2 separate regions of the Mus musculus genome follow, and region 1 is linked to region 2. Evidence: chromatin contacts called from public Hi-C data. All regions are on one chromosome and are shown on one strand. Each heading gives the region's core, a stretch centred on a gene start, on an enhancer-like site or on the middle of the called end of the contact. The rest is flanking DNA. Distances are from core to core; before and after follow the strand shown. Region 1 has its middle 71 kb from the start of Gm12519. Region 2 has its middle 120 kb from the start of Gm34482.

Region 1 (3,523 bases), core at 63-2,562, 230 kb after region 2:
TAGAAGCAATGAGGAAGGGCACCCTGCTCTGGAGAACAGCCACTTCAGGCCTTGTCACACCAAGGCAGATGCTCAGTAGGGACTGGGTCTCCAGATCTCCCTTAAAATAGTTTTATGGGTTCAGGCATGATTATCTTGGGTAACATGAATCTTCACACCCAAATAAGGAGTGGGGAATTAACTAGTGTAAAAGAAAGTCAATACTTATACAAAGCAGAATTATAAATGAGACAGGAATTTAAAATGTAAGTCAACATTCTCAGGAAACAATGGATATTGGTAATAGGCTATGCAAGTAAAATATAAAAAACAATGAGGAAGTCATTTTAATATTAATGAATGCAATACGTAAAAGATACAAGGTATGGGGCAAAGTTGATGGAGAAAAATGGGACTGAAAACAGCAGGAGAAACATTCAGAGGGCTTTAGGTTCCTTCCCACAGCCATCATTAAGGAAGGAGGAAAACTATAAAGAAAATGATAAGTATGTAAAGAAACAGAATGGCCCAAGTTGAATGACAGTAGTTAGACAGGATTTTCTTCCACCTCAGTGGACCCTTCCTGCTCACTTCCTGGTAGGGCACAGTGCACTGGTTTCTATGGTTTGGAATCACAGTCTCAACTCTGACATCTGAATGAGTTCACTTCCGCCAGTGGATCACAATGCTGAATTTGGGTTCTAGTTCAGCCTTCCCCTTCCTCTGTCCTGGGTGGCTTTGCTCTGGAGCCTTCTGTGGAATGAAGGACATGGTTCAGTTTCCTTCTCTCTGAATTGCGTTTCCCCATCTGACTTTCATCTGAGTTCTTACTGTCAGTCCCCTGTTGGTTTGGATCCACCTGTGGTCTCTGGATGAAGAGGATGAAGGAGGAGAGAAAACAAGACACATGTGAAAAGTACACTACATCAGAAGTTGGCTGTATGCTCTCTAGATGATGCAAATGCTTAGAGCCAAGCTTTTTCCTTTTGAGTTCTTTGGAGGTTGCTTCTACACCCCTCCAACCTGGAGTCTTTGGATTCAGATGAATATAGCATTATATTGGCTGGTCCCTCTCAGCTCTTCCCACAGTCATAGGAGTCCAACAACCCTTGCCTCTCCATCTACCACTAGTTTCCTTCACCATCTCAAGATGATACCACTAAATAGGTTAATAGACCTATTCTACTTACCACATCTAACACCCTCCCTCGTACACACGCAGAGGCTGTCTCCTCCCACGCAGTCACAGAACCACAACTAAGCCATAGTAAATAGGAAGTTGCTGTTCTAGTAACTGGGGAGAGCAGATGGATGTCAAAGCAAACACATTCTGCTGGCTCTGGCCCAGAGCTCTTGCTGTCTCAGCCTTTGGATTTCCTGGAATGGGCTACATCAAGCCCAACAGCAACTGAAGTTGGGGAACTTGTTTCAAAGCTTTCCAAACAGTCTCAGTGATGCTCTCATCATTGTCTTGGGTGGAAAATAACTTAGTCCCAGAACAGTTCCCTCTTCACAGAATCATCACTCTCTTTATTCTTGAGAGGTTGAGAGAGTCAACTGACAGATTACAGCTTGTGCTTGCTGTGGCTGATTCCGAACGCTTGTGCCTCATGGTTTGGGGTGAGCTCTGGTCTTCTCTGTCTTGGTTTTATGATTTGTGAGATGTAAATAGAGCTTAGCCGTACAATTAATAAAAAGATTAAGTAAGATGACACATGGAAAGCATTTATAAATACACTGAGGGTCCCAGCTGTTGTTCTTATAATGTAAAATCTCCATGTAAACAGGGGATGCTATCATTAAAGCAGGATGACCCATAGGTTCCACATTATGATTAGTGGATCGGAGTTTACAAATTTTCCTGAATCCATGAGCTTAAGTATGAATAAATATGGATCAGTTTGAAGAAAAGACCTAGATAATGTTATTATTATCTCCACATAATTTGCTGAAAAATTACACATGCTTGTCAAAGTTGCAGATTTCAAGGATGACATGTCTAGAGAAGACAAGGGGTTCCATCCTCAACTCATCTGATGATCTTCCTGGCTACTGGGACCCACAATGATTGAGGCTTGGTACTTTTTAAACTAACAACTAAAAAATGTAGTTTCACCTTGGAGAGCCACACATCTCTGAATGGAGCTCAGTTTGTGTTTCCTAAAGAATCCACTAGGATTTTATTAGCCCTTTGTTCATGTTCCAGGGTATCTGTTTTCTACCTATCTGTGACCCTCCCTTGGATTGAATTTTTGCTCTTAGTTTTAAGTACGACATTGGCTTTGGGTGTTTCTGCAGACATTCATTTTAAACACGGCTAGTGGCATCTTGAGGCCATAAATTCTTGTTTTATCTTTTCATCTTGATAATTTAATTTTGGCTTTCAATATTTCCCTCTCTACAGAATTCTGACACTGTGCTTATCCTTGTCCCTAATGAAAGTTTAGAAACTGAATAAAGACAGCATTGAGAGCTAAGAGAGCACATCAAAAGGAGCACTTACACCTCAAAGGAGAGACAAGGGAGAGCAGCAGAAGACAGGGAATCCAAGAACTAATGCTTGAAGGTGGAGGTGTTTTCTGGTAAAGATGTACATTTAAGTGTATTGAAACAGAAGAGCACTGCAGAGCACAGAGACATGGGCAATGCTGTGGTGGACTGTAAACACAGCTGATGTGTGGGAATGCAGGATGAGAGAATGGTAAAAAGTAACCCTGAGAAGATGAAAGAGTCAATGAAACTTCTTTTTTTTTTTTTTAAATGGGATATTTTCTTTATTTAAATTTCAAATCATTTCCCCTTTCCAGGTCTTCCGTTTGGAAACACCTTATCTCATCCTCCCTCCCCCTGCCTCTATGAGGGTGCTGCCCCACCCACCCACCCACTCCTGTCTTTCCACCCTGGCATTCCCCTACACTGGGGCATCCAATATTCTCAGGCCCAAGGGCCTCTCCTCTCACTGATGTCCAACAAGGCCATCCTCTGCCACATACATGGACAGTGCCATGAGTTCCTCCATGTGTACTCTTTGGTTGGTTGTCCAGTGCCTGGGAGCTCCAGGGGTCCTGGCCTATTGACACTGTTGCTCCCTCCATGTGACTACAAACCCCCTCAGCTCCTTCAATCCCTTCTCCAACTCTTCCATCCTGCACCCCTCACTCAGTCCAATGGTTGGCAGCGAGCATCTGCCTCTGTATTTGTCAGGTCTGGCAGAGTGTCTCAAGAGACAGCCATATCAGATTTCCATCACCAAGCACTTCCCAGCATCCACAATAGCGTCTGGGTTTCGTGGCTGTATATGGGATGCATCCCCAGCTGGGGCAGTCTCTGGATGGTCTTTCTTTCAGTCTCTGCTCCACACTTTGTCTCCATATTTTCTTCTGTGAGTATTTTGTTCCCACTTCTAAGAAGCATTGAAGCATCCACACTTTGGTTTTCCTTCTTCTTGGGCTTCATATGGTCTATGAATTGAATCTTGGGTACTCTGAACTTTTGGGCTAATATCTAATTATCAGTGAGTACCTACTGTGTGTGTGTGTTTTTT
Region 2 (3,554 bases), core at 984-3,483:
GTGGTGGGAGAACTGGGTTCTGATGATGTCAAGTAGCCTTAGTTTCTGTTGCTTATGTTCTTGCCCTTGCCTCTTGCCATCTGGTTATCTCTGTTGTTAGCTGGTTTTTCTGTCTCTGACTGTGGCTTGACCCTCTTGTAAGCCTATGTGTCAGTACTCCTAGGAGACCAGTTCTCTCCAGGAGGAATTTGGATAAGGAGAGCTGTGGTACAGGGTCAGCTCTAGGGTACAGATAGAAACTGGAAGGATCCTGTCCACAGCTGTTCCTTGGTTCCTGTGTCCCAATGGCTCTGGGTGGATCCCTCTTGGGCCAGGAATTTGAGCAGAAGTGGTGGTTTTATCTGTGCTCACATGTTTGTCAGCACTTCTGGCGAGACTAGCTCTCTCCTGGTGGTATTTGGGTACAGAGCGTTGTGGCACAGAATCTGCTCCTGGCGCAGAAGGACACCAGAAAGAAAGCTCCAGCTTCTTTTATCACTCTCTTCTTCTAAAGAGATTTCTAGTTCATCTTTACTTTCTCACATGGCTGCCATTCTCCTAAACAATGGGCATGTTCCTCTCTTTTTCCTCTACCATCTCATCTGCCTTGGATTTTCCAATGGACCTGGCATTGATTGGTGATATTTTTCTACCATGGAATCTTTCTTTCTTGATTTCTTTAGGTGCAAACTCTTCTGATGAGAAAAGATGTTTATAGGGTCCACCTCCAGAAATGCTTGTGATGGGAAGAATAACATGGAAGGCAAAGGGCACTGGAAAGAATGGCACCTGGGCCACCTTCCAGGGCACCATTCCATGGGTGAAACTTCTGGGAGTTGGAAATATGGAGCAGTCTTACATAGAAATCCTCCTATAACACTTTATACAATTTGCAAAAATGTAGACTGGATCTCTCACTCAAGTACAAAATGCCTTCCAATGGAAGTAGGGTAGTTTTGTTTTGTTTTGTTTTGTTTTGTTTTGTTTTGTTTTGTTTTGTTTTGTTTTCTAAAAGCCTTGCAAGTAATTGCCTGGTTCTTCTAAGTAGTTTAGAGGGACATGCTCAGGCAAGATTAGTCAGCTGAGCTGCTGGAACCAGAGTGTGTGGATGTAACATTCTTTACTTTGATGATTCATTTTCTTATCTAAATTAAAAATTCTTAGTAGTCCCCTTAAGTAGTTTATTGGCTTTTTGTGAAAAAAGCAACTGAATACTAAGTTCAAGAACCACAGAAAATAGGAAATACCTGTTTTCCCCTTTTATCAATATTTTATGAGCATTGGACAGTTGTTGGCCATGGGATTGAATTATAAGAACCTGCCTGAATAAAATTTATATTAAGAGAAAATCATTTTTTATCCACACCACCTCCCTAAATAAATATTGAGCAAGTGTTTAAAGGGTACTGTTGGGAGGTGACACAAATTAGGATCTTGCCAGCTCTTACCTCCCACCTCATAAAGATGAATTCACTGTGGTGGTGGAAAAAATACATCCTGAGAATGTGAGGAAGCAAACGGTGCTCACAGCTCAGACCAGGACAGCTGGGATTGGCAGAAGGGATGGTGGAAGTCGGGTTTGGGGAAAATAAGCTTTGGAGAAGCCTTGATTTTGCCTGAGAATCATGTGAGTGGTGCCAAAAAATGCTGCTGAATTCCCAGAGAACCAGTTGATTACAATATCCAGCCCAAAAGAAGTTGGTTACTTTGAGCTTCTGGGCGGTGGGGGGGGGGGGGAGCTAGCTCTTTTCCAAGGAGGATCAAGAACAGGGATTCCCAAATGGTGTTCCCAGACAGCCTATATCAATGTCACCTGGGAACTTGTAAGAAGTATGTATTCTGTGCCCACCCTCCCTTGGCCTACTGACTCTGACAGATGATGCAGTTGCCTGTGTTTAAAAGTCAGAGGCAGTAAGGCTGAGGCACACTGACTGAGAAGAAGCTGATCCAAATAGGATGCATTCAGGTGTCAAGTTGGCAAGGGGTAGGCTGGTGATGGCTATTTTTTATTGTGAAGTTGACTAGATGTAGAATTGCCTAGGAGTCACATTTCTGGTCTTTAAGGGAGCTAAAGAGAAACGAGAGCAGGAAAGGCCCACCCTCAGTGTGAATGGCACCACTCCATGGGCTGAGGTCTCAGACTGAATTAAAAAGGGAAAGGAGAAAGCTAGCTGAGCACCAACATTCATCCATCTCTGCTTCTTATTAACTGCAGAAACCATGTGACCAGCCACCTCACACTCCTGCTCCCATGACTCCCTTGCCATGATGGACTGTGCTCTCAATGTATGAGTCAGCATCAGCCTCTTTCTTCCTTATTTTGCTCTTGTCCAGTGTTTTGTCGTAGCAATGAGAAAAGTCACTAATAAAGTGCCAGGAGATGGAATACATGTGTAGAGCATATGCAGAAAACAATGGTGAGATCCTCAACCGTCAGACTTAGCAGAGTGCTTTAGTCAACCAGGGACTTGGCATTGGCTTCCAGGCACACTGGAAGAAAGCAGTGTAAAGGAAGCTTCAGACTTCTTCCATGGTATGAGAAACACAGCTGGGGTTTCTCCCCCAGTAGGAAGAGGAGACCTTGCCCTAATCTGTAGACCTCGATGACAACAGAGAGAAAGTCTTGCTGCTTATATTCCTGCCTTTGTCTAAGACCCATGCTCAGCATGGGAACACTGAGGACAGTCAGCTCCTCCTAGGATTCACTGACCTTAAAAAGGGCGAAGAAGAGAAGGTGATGTCCACAATAGGGGCGCTGCATTGCCTGGTTGAATTGTTTTTGTCCCATTCAGTAAATATTTCCAGCATACACAGTCTGAGCCAGTCCTTGGCTAGCTACTAGGGAACAGAACAGGTCACACAGACAACCTGGTCCTTAGTGCATGTGCTGTAGAAAGGATTTGTTGTTGATGAAGGAAAATCCAGGGAACAATGTGTGGGCCACAAAGCAGCACCTGTAAGATGCCTTAATTAGGATGAGGACCGATTTGACAGCAATACCATTAACCATTAACAGTTGTGCCAGAATAATAGGTGTCAATAGGGATGTTTCATGGTCATGGTGTCATGCTGTGTAGAGATAGCAATATTGACTGGTAGGGGTTGGGGATCCAAAGCATGAGCATTGCACCACATTTGGTGTGCTGTCTTTCCAAGATTCCTCTGTATGTAACATGCCTTAGCACACCAGTTTCTAGAATCAGTACTAACCATAGTCAGAGGAAGGAGGCAGCAGCTTCCACCCCATAGAGAGCACCGTTCACTCCCATGAGGAGCCAGCTATAGCTTCAACCTCCACTGGCTTCTTTCTGCTTGGCTGCTGTCCCCAGCCCTCTCTGACAATCAAATAGTACAATGTTGGGCAGATTTCAAGACTTCTGGGGGTGTCCTCTGTCTCTTCTAATTTTGCATAGCCATGTTTTAGGAGGCTATTCCAGCATACTCAGGAAGACCTCTTTTCTTCTCTTCAGATCAAAGTTACATTCTGTATATCTGTTATACAGGACCTTTTGCACTGACGTCCTTCTGATTCAGTTACCAGTGTCCCTATTCAGTAGCCACCAGGTGATGTGAAA

Evidence for each region. A called contact is a pair of places that touch in the nucleus more often than the background predicts.
Region 1: a Hi-C map of bone marrow-derived macrophages shows a contact between it and region 2, with 1.9 times the contacts expected there. The contact joins two enhancer-like sites. A contact is called at or near these places in 1 of 484 Hi-C or Micro-C datasets (bone marrow-derived macrophages) and 1 of 115 datasets of contacts at active chromatin or transcription factors (large pre-B cells).

What each region holds. Positions count from the first base shown.
Region 1 is chr4:56,069,564-56,073,086 of GRCm38.p6, forward strand. No RefSeq gene overlaps it. Among named protein-coding and RNA genes, the nearest start is that of Gm12519, 71 kb to the left of the region's middle. Within about 2 kb of position 1,313, at least 43 of the 459 cell types and tissues checked have an H3K27ac peak or open chromatin away from gene starts, as enhancers often do. A contact at or near this core is called in bone marrow-derived macrophages, where this site is marked.
Region 2 is chr4:55,836,373-55,839,926 of GRCm38.p6, forward strand. No RefSeq gene overlaps it. Among named protein-coding and RNA genes, the nearest start is that of Gm34482, 120 kb to the right of the region's middle. Within about 2 kb of position 2,234, at least 13 of the 459 cell types and tissues checked have an H3K27ac peak or open chromatin away from gene starts, as enhancers often do. A contact at or near this core is called in bone marrow-derived macrophages, where this site is marked.